Regions from separate parts of the Oryctolagus cuniculus genome. Here region 1 is linked to region 2. The links are chromatin contacts, called in public Hi-C maps. All regions are on one chromosome and are shown on one strand. The core of a region is the stretch at or near the end of the contact, and the rest is flanking DNA. Distances in the headings are between cores, read along the strand shown.

The links. Hi-C and Micro-C count contacts between places; a contact is called where the count stands out from the background.
Region 1: a contact with region 2 is called in a Hi-C map of liver, with 11 times the contacts expected there. The contact joins the enhancer-like site here to the promoter of LOC100338778 in region 2. A contact is called at or near these places in 6 of 6 Hi-C or Micro-C datasets (ear pinna, embryonic fibroblasts, liver and 3 more).

The regions. Positions count from the first base shown.
Region 1 is chr7:139,237,978-139,242,102 of mOryCun1.1, forward strand. All of the region lies in intron 1 of PHC2 (polyhomeotic homolog 2), which reads left to right. LOC138850685 (a long non-coding RNA gene) reads right to left here. Exons shown (of 3, transcript XR_011390789.1): 2 at 3,518-3,629; 3 at 438-2,142. Among named protein-coding and RNA genes, the nearest start is that of A3GALT2, 56 kb to the right of the region's middle. Within about 2 kb of position 1,769, at least 1 of the 8 cell types and tissues checked has an H3K27ac peak or open chromatin away from gene starts, as enhancers often do. A contact at or near this core is called in ear pinna, where this site is marked.
Region 2 is chr7:139,138,250-139,142,624 of mOryCun1.1, forward strand. LOC100338778 (toll-like receptor 12) reads right to left here and starts at 1,786. Exons shown (of 1, transcript NM_001329073.1): 1 at 1-1,786. The coding sequence starts at 1,786.

The DNA.
Region 1 (4,125 bases), core at 519-3,018, 100 kb after region 2:
AAATGAAATCCACGCAGCTTTCCATAATATACATTTTCCATAGACTTCTTGAAGTGGAATCTAAAAAGAAGAAGAGGAAGTCGTAGAAGTCAAGAGGAGACTGACAGCTGCCCAAGGCGAGTGTGGGGGCATCAGGGGAACAGTGAGGCTGGTCAAAGGGGTACAGTTTCAGTTAGGCAGAGGCATAGATTCCAGGGACCTGTCCTTCAGGAGGGTGACTGTGACAAATAGCAATGCACATATCTCTCAGAATTGCCAAAAGTAGAGTTTAAATGCTTTCACCACAAAATATAAGTACATGAATGGATGGATTCAATCAGCCTGACTTAATCATTCCACCTTGTAATGCTGTATATATCAAATACCACATTGCATACCCTAAGCACATATAACTGTTGTTTGTCAATTAAAAATAAAACTCAGACAAAAGCTTAATATATGTGAGATACTTTTTTAATATAAAAGCTTAATAAAATAAAAGCTTAATATATGGGAGATATTTTCTAATATATGTGAGATACATTTTTTAAAATGACATGACGACAACTAGAGTGAGCAAGCCCAGCAGCCTCCCTGCCAGCATTTACCCAGCAAAGAGCACAGACTCAAACGTGGCTGTCCATCGGAATCCACCGCAGCCGAAAGGCAGAAGCAACCCACATGTCCCTTGGCAGATGAACGGATAAACAGATGCCGTGTGTGTGGCCATTCAGCCATAAAGAGCAAGGAAATTCTGATCCATGCCACCCTGTGGCTGAACCTTGGAAACTAAGCTGAGCGAAATCAGCCAGACCCAGAGGACAAATACTTCATGGGTGGACTCTGATGATAGATCTAGAACACGTGAGTTCACAGAGACAGGGAGATGAGAGGTCACCAGGGGCCAGGCAGGGGGCAGGATGAGCCGAATGGGCAGTGATTGCCCAAGAGTTAATAGCGTTTCTGTTTCAGATGATGACAAAGTTCTGGGAATCCATAGCAGGGATGGTTGCACAACATTGTGAGTGCGGTTAATGTTACTGAATTGCAGATTTTAGTCCAGCGGTGGGTGTTTGCCTCGTGACTAAAATGCCTGCATCCTGTGGCAGCCTGGATTCCATTCCCAGCTCTGGCTCCTGACTCTGCTAATGCAGACCTTGGCTAAGGCAGCAGGCGATGACTCAAGTAATTGGGTTCCCGCCACCCACATGGGAGACCTGAATTGAGTTCCTGATTTCCGGCTTCAGCGCTGGCCCAGCCCCAGCTATTGCAGGCATTTGGGGAGTGAACCCAGTATGTGGGAAGCTTGCTGTCCCTCTGCCTCTCTGATGCCTCTAATCAGAGTCTGTGCCTCCTTCCTTCCCCTGTCTTTTGCATGAGTGATTGCGAGAGAGCAGGCAAGAGAGTGAGGGAGCACACACTTGACAGTTGTGGCTATCAAAAGCATGAGATGGAAGAGAGGGTGCCAGCCTGCTGGAGAGGAGAGCAAGTGGCAAGTTCATGTGCTGTCTAGGTCCAGGGGAGGAGGAGCAAGCTCAAGCAAGGGAGTCCACAGCAAGTGAGGGAGAACTGGAGCATGTGACAAGGGAGGGAGGCACAGACAGAACCGGACAGAGCCAGATGCAGGGAGAGGCGGTCAAGGGCAAGCGAGTGGGGCCAGGAGCGAGCAGCGAGGTCAAGAATAGAGGGAGCTCATTAGAGTGAGCCAGAGCAGCCAGGCACGATCAATCGCAGGAGGCCAAGAGGGCAAAAGCAGAACGGGAGTGCCAGGAGCCCACAGGGGAACAGCGAGCGAGCGTGCTGAGTGTGCCGGAGGGGGAGGGCCGCCCAAGGAGCAGCCAGCAAAGACCCATGGAGACCGGGAACCCAGGGAGACCCAAAAGGCAAAGCGAGGAGGAGCAGCAGAAGCCGAGAAGGACACAGTGGAGAGGGAAGGGCGAGGCATGCTTGTGGTAGCAAGAAGGAGGCAGGTGGGCAGAGTCCAAGCGGTGTCTCCCGCCTGGGTCCCCAGGAGGCTAGGGTAAGGCTGGCCCCTGCGGGAGAGCGGTGGCTGTCCTCACCAGGGCAGGGACGGTGTTTGTTCCGTAAAGGAATGCTGTGCCGTCCTTAGATTGTGTCTTGCTTTATTTCTCAGCAAGGATCCAGGTACACTGTCCACCACATCTGCATTAGACAGAAAAAGAAAGTTAAGGTTGAGGCTTGCTCACTGGGATGTGGCTTATCCTAGCCTCTGATTTACTGTGGCTACTACCCTATTTTCCCATTTTATTTTTATTTTACTCTATTTTTTTTAAGATTTATTTATGTGAAAGACATAGTTACAGAGAGAGAAGAGACACACAGAGAGAGCTCTTCCATCTACTGGTTCACTCCCCAAGGAGCCACAAAAGCCAGGACCGAGCCAGACTGAAGCCAGGAGCCAGGAACCAGGAGCTTCTTCCGGGTCTCCCACGTGGGTGCAGGGACCCAGGGCCTTGGGCCATCTTCTGCTGCTTTCCCAGGCCATAGCAGAGAGCTGGATCAGAAGTGGAACAGCCGGGACTAGAACCAGAGCCCTTATGGGGTGCCAGTGTCGGCGTCACAGGTAGCGCTTTCCCTGCTACACCACACCACCAGCCCCTTCCGTTGTATTTTCTCTGTGAATACTTCCATTGGGAATTCCCAGAGTGGCTCAGTGCTTTGGGAAGGGAGGAGAGGAGCTCTGTGGGGGTTCCTTGTTTGAACAGAGCTGCCACTTGGTGGCTTGTTGCACGATGATCCTTAAATTTCAGTTGAGGGGGCTGGTGCCGTGGCTCACTTGGTTGATCCTCCGCCTGTGGTGCCAGCATCCCATATTGGCACCAGGTTCTAGTCCTGGTTGCTCCTCTTCCAGTCCAGCTCTCTGCTGTGGCCTGGGAGGGCAGTGGAGGATGGCCCAAGTGCTTGGGCCCCTGCACCCGCATGGGAGACAAGGAGGAAGCACCTGGCTCCTGGCTTCAGATCGGCGTAATTCCGGCTGTGGCAGCCATTTGGGGGGTGAACCAACGGAAGGAAGAACTTTCTCTCTGTCTCTCTCTCTCACTGTCTAACTATATCTGTCAAATAAAAAAAAAATCAGTTGAGTCTCATCTACTCAGTTTTTTCAGTTTCTGCAAGATCGGGAGCTACACGTCCCTAGAACAGAAGAGAAGGTGGATTTCCACAGAGCAGGGCTGGGCCACACTTATTGACTTTGCCGTCTCACTGACTCCTGCATCAGCAACTTTGTGAGCAAGCTGAACAAGCCAGTGGCCGGAACGAGCCCCAGAACAGAGTGGGGCGCAGGACGAAGGGAATGGGGGACTAGGGGCCTTGGACTGTGCAGGAAGAGCAGGTGTACAGCACCCGGGGTGGGGGAATCACTGCCTGAGGCCCAGGTCACGAGTGCCGACTCAGACTGCTTTGGCAGCTGTAAGCAAGTCGCTGCTGGCCGCCTGGGAGTGGCTCGGGCTTCCCAATGCCCAGCACTGCGGTTTATGAGTCTCTGCCCGCACCTTTTGCAGCCCCCAGTGAAACCCACCTGGACTGAAGAAGGCAGCCTGGGGGGAGGCCAACAGGACGCCAACGCCGACTTCTGTCCTTGGCACTAGTCAGTGCTTTCGTGGATGCAGAAAATCACATTTGTTTCACTCCTGAAATTAGTATAAGCAGCAAGCACGGGGTTGACTGATGGAGTGATGGAGAAATGCTATTTTTACAGCTAGGAAAGAATGGCAGAAGGAAAGGCTTCTGCGTAGAAATGAGATTGTGCGGAACAGCCGGAAAGAAGCACAAGGAACCTGACCTCAGATCTGGGTGTGCCTCTCCCACCGCCCGTCCCCTCTTTCCAGCCCCTCTCTGTCCCCAGCATGGAGCCTCAAGGGGAAATGGAATTTCCAGTTCTGTTTGGAGGCCCCAGGATGCTCCCTGCAGGAACGGGAGGTTTCCAGAGGCTCTGCCAAGTCCGTCTTGGAGCGGCCCCATCCCCTGGAGCCAGTCTGCAAGAGCCAGGCTGGGCACGGTGCTGATAAACCACACGCAGCAGCACGTGGGTGCCTGACACTCTGCTGTGCACCCGTCACATGTTGCTCTACGCTCCCGACCGGGACAGATGAAGAGTTAGAAGGTCAGGCAGGTGCCACTCGCAAA
Region 2 (4,375 bases), core at 536-3,035:
CCTCCAGCCGGGGCAGCTCCCCCACCAGCTCTGCCAGCTGCAGGGGCCGGGGCTGGGCTCTAGACTTCAAGGACTCCAGCTTCAGCTCCTGGAGGCTGGGCAGCCCCGTGATGCGGCAGGGTCTGGAGATGTGTCCCAGCGCCTGGACCTTCAGGGACTGCAGCGTGGGGAGCTGCCACAGGAAGAAGCTAGAGTTGTCCTGGGAGCAGAGGGCCTCCAAGCTCCGGCCAATCAGAAAGAGCTGGCGAAGAGTGGGGAGGATTTTGGAGATATTCTGGGGCCCCAGCTGCAGGCCCCAGTCTTTTAAAGTCATTGTCTGCAAGACTGGAAAGACATTAGAAGCCAGTTCCCAGGGCTTCCTGCCTGGGACAGCGTGCAGCTCCAGGCTGGTCAGCCTGGTGGGCAGGGACAACGCCACCCCAGGAGGGCCACGGGGGAGCTGCAGCTTCAAGTCTTGCAGACTCTCTGCTCCCCAGAAGGCCCCGGCTGAGCTCAGCTCCACATGGGTGTTGAGCAGGTTCAGACTGGTCAGAGCACGCAGAGGAGCCAGCCAGCCCTCACCCAGGGATACCAAAGGATTGCTGTGCAAGTTCAAGGTCTTTAGCCTCTGTAGGCCTTGGAACATCTGGCCCTCTAGGTGAGTCAGCTGGTTTATCTGAAGTTCCAGCTCCTGTAGCTGTGGCAGGCAGGAGAAGGTGGCTGGAGGCAGGATGCGCAATCCATTGCTGGACATGTCCAGGGCCCACAGGCCTGACACAGGCCCTGTCTCGTTTGCACACAGCATGACAGCCTGCAGCTGGTTTTGGGCCAGATTCAGTCTCTGAAGCCTGGGCATGGTGGCCAGGAAACTTGGTGGCAGCTCCGTCAGGCCAGTGTTTCCAAGATCCAAGGTCTTCAGGCTGTGGCAGGAAGCCAAGGCCTCCGGCGCTATGCGCTTTATCCGATTGCCCCCCAAATGCAGCTGCTGCAGCTCCAAGGAGGCAACCAGCTCGGCAGGCAGCACCACCGTGTCAGAGGATGACGCGAACAGTGTGTCCAGACTCTGCAACCCCAGTCCCAGCACTGCAGCTGCTTTTATCTTGGTGCGGTCCAGACGCAGGGTCCCCAGTCTCAGGCCCTGGAGAGCCCCAGAACTGATATTCTGCAGCTTCGCGTTGAAGGACAGATCCAGCCTGTCCAGGGTCCAGGCATCCTCAGAGGAAGCGCCTTGCACCAGATCTGGGAAGATGTTGGCCAGCGTCCCCATATCCTGAAGGCAACCGTGTGTGACAGACAGCTGCCGTAGCGCAGGAGGCAGTCGGACACCCAAGCTTTCGTCCAGGCAGGGGCCCGAGAAACTGAGCTGTTGGAGGGCACTGAGGCCGCTAAAGGCATCAGGGGGTAGGAAAAGTGGCGTCTTTTTCATTGGGGGAGCCGTGAAACAGAGATACTGCAGCTGTTCCAGGCCCCGCAGAGCTCCTGGCAGGAGCTGGCTGAGACGGAGATTCAGTTCCAGGACCTTGAGTCCCAGAAAGTTGGAGAAGGCATCCTGGGGCAGAACAGAAACAGTACCAGAGAGACAGAGCCCCTGCACCCTCTGCGGCACAGCCTCCAAGGCCTGGGTCAGGTTGGTCACCGAGAAGCATGTGGCAAGGAGGGGCAGGCTAGAGTACAGCCGGAAGCTTATGAAGTAGCGAGACAGCAGAGGCAGCCGGGAGCCTTCGGTCACTAGGCAGTTAGAAGCCGTCCAGCCTGCAGCCGGAGGAAGACACAGGAGCAGACCAGGCAGCAGCACACGCCTGCCCATCGCAGCTCCAAGCCTGGGCCACAGAGAAGTGGAATCAGAACCCCACTAGCTCCCCTCCTTTTCCCAGCCCCCACCCCCTCCCTCTGCACGCGTATGTACACAATACTCACAGCAGGGACCCGAAGGGATCCAGAAGCAGGGTCAGAGGGTCCCAGCGCTTCCAATCTGCAGAACGGCTGGGGAACTGAATGTCAGGGTGGGATGAGGGCTCCGAGGGTCAGGGGGAAGGGGAAGAATGCTAGTGGTGAAATGGGGCCAGGGTTCACTTCTCCACCACGAGGAAGGAAGTAGCATCCTAAGCACGAGTTCTGGCGCCAGGGATTCGGGATCCCTCTCTGCCACAGTAGTGGGAGATGCTGGGGACCACCGGTCCGAGCTCCAGTTTCTTTACAAGCATCCTAATACCTGCTTCGGAGGATTGTTGCAAATTACAAATGGGGTCTTCTCCTCATCACCCCCTTGACTGCTCCCTCTCCTTACTCTTAACAGAAACGAGAAGTAAATCAGGAATTTTGAAAAAGCAGATGCTGTGTAAGAATAATAAAACATGAAAACATTGCCCTGTGGACGTCCTGTTCTGCCTGGAAGAGACCAAGAGCCCAGGTGCAGCTGGGAGCACCGGCCAGCTCTGCTCCCGCCCTTCCAAGCAGGCACAGGGAGGGAAGGTCCCCTGGGCGTGGACCCTGACGTGCAGGGTCAGGCAGGAGGGAGGGCAGGAGGTGACCATCGCCAGCAATGCAGCGAACCACGATCTGCTCAGAAGACAAACTCCTTGACTTGGGAGATGTCGCTCCCCCTCTCGCGGAGGAACGACACTGGACCCTGCGCTGTTCTCTTTGCCCGGCCCTTCCCAGGTTAGCTGCCGTTCCCTCACTCGCGGAGGAACGACGCTGTCCTGGGTTAGCTGCCGCACCCCCACCCCCCCGCCTCCATGGAGGGGCGGCGGCACCCCCACCGCTTTCCCCGCTTCCGCAGAGGAGCGTCACACCGCCGGCCGGCTCTCTCGGGGGCTGCACAGATGTTCCCTTTAGATGTTCCTGGTGCATGTTGTCTCTCTCCTCCTTTATAGTCCTCTTCCACCAATCCCAACTCTGCTGCCCACACGCCGAGCACACTGCTCTCCTCCAATCAGGAGCAGGATCAGCTCCTGCAGCTTATCAGTCGAATTGGTGAGGCAGCTGTGTAGAAGTTGTTTACTCTCTCTCAGCTCCAGGTTGTGGGAGATCAGATGCATAGAATTCGTCTTAGCAATTCCAGTAATTTAGTCCAGTCTCGGTTGCTCTCCACAGGGAGAGGCTGTCTACCCAACTCTACAAGAAATGTAAGAACCATCTACTGCATTCCATCTAAAGCTGGAAATGAGACACCTCTATTTCTGTTCAACATTACGATGGAATCCTCAGCAAGGAGAATGAGAAAGAAAGAAAAGGCTCAGAAATGAACATTATGTGGACTTTAAAGGAGAAGCCCCAGGGTCACCATTTGTAAGACGCCCTGGTTACATTAGGGTCCCAAGAATTTCTGGAAACAGACCTTTTTTTTTAGAAAAAAGATTTTATTTACTTACTTAAGAGGTAGAGTTATAGACAGAGAGAAGGAGAGACAGAGAAAGGTCATCCATCTACTGGTTCACTCCCCAAATGGCTGCAACAGCCAGAGCGAAGCCAATCCGAAGCCAGGAACCAGGAGCTTCTTCTGCGTCTCCCATGAGGGTTGCAGGGGCCCAAGCCCTTGGCCATCTTCCACTGCTTGGAAACAGACTTTTAAAATTGAAGAATGGTTAGCAAAGATGCTGAATACTAGATAGTTTAAAAAGAAACTTTCTAATTCACCAGTGCTTTAGTTAGGATCTTGATAGGGAAAAGCACATTCAAATTAGATTTTTTAAAGATTTATTTTATTTATTTGAAAGAGTTACAGAGAGAGGTAGAACCAGAGAGAGAGAGAGAGATCTTCCATCCACTGGTTCATTTCCCAAATGGCCACAACAGCCAGAGCTGAGCTGATCTAAAGCCAGGAGCTTCCTCCAGGTCTCCCACCCGGGTGCAGGGACCCAAGCACTTGGGCCATCTTCCGCTGCTTTCCCAGGCCATAGCAGAGACTGGATCGGAAGTGGAGCAGCTGGGACTTGAACTGGTGCCCATATGGGATGCCGGCACTTCAGGCCAGGGCTTTAATCCACTGTGCCACAGCACTGGCCCCTCAAATTAGAATTTTAAATACATTTTGAGAGACAGACAGACGGATGAACAGAGAGTCCCCTCTAAGAGGTTCTTGTGCAAAGGGACTAATCACAAAAGTGTTAGCAGGACTCAGGGGGATCACGGGCTACTTCAGGAAGCCAGGAAGAGCTAGCGATATAGGCACTGTCAGCTCTCCTTGAAGGAAAGGGATAACGTCTGGGAGATGTTGCCAGAGCCTGGAAAGAGAGAGTTTGGAAGGACCAGCTGCCTTGAGAGCAGCAATGACTTCGGTCCAATTATGAAACCAACCTGGGAGGACCTCGCAGGAAGGGAAACAGGGGCATGAATGTTCTGGTCTCTCCCCTCCTCTCTCCCTCTGAGCTGTCACCAGACTTCCGCACTGGCT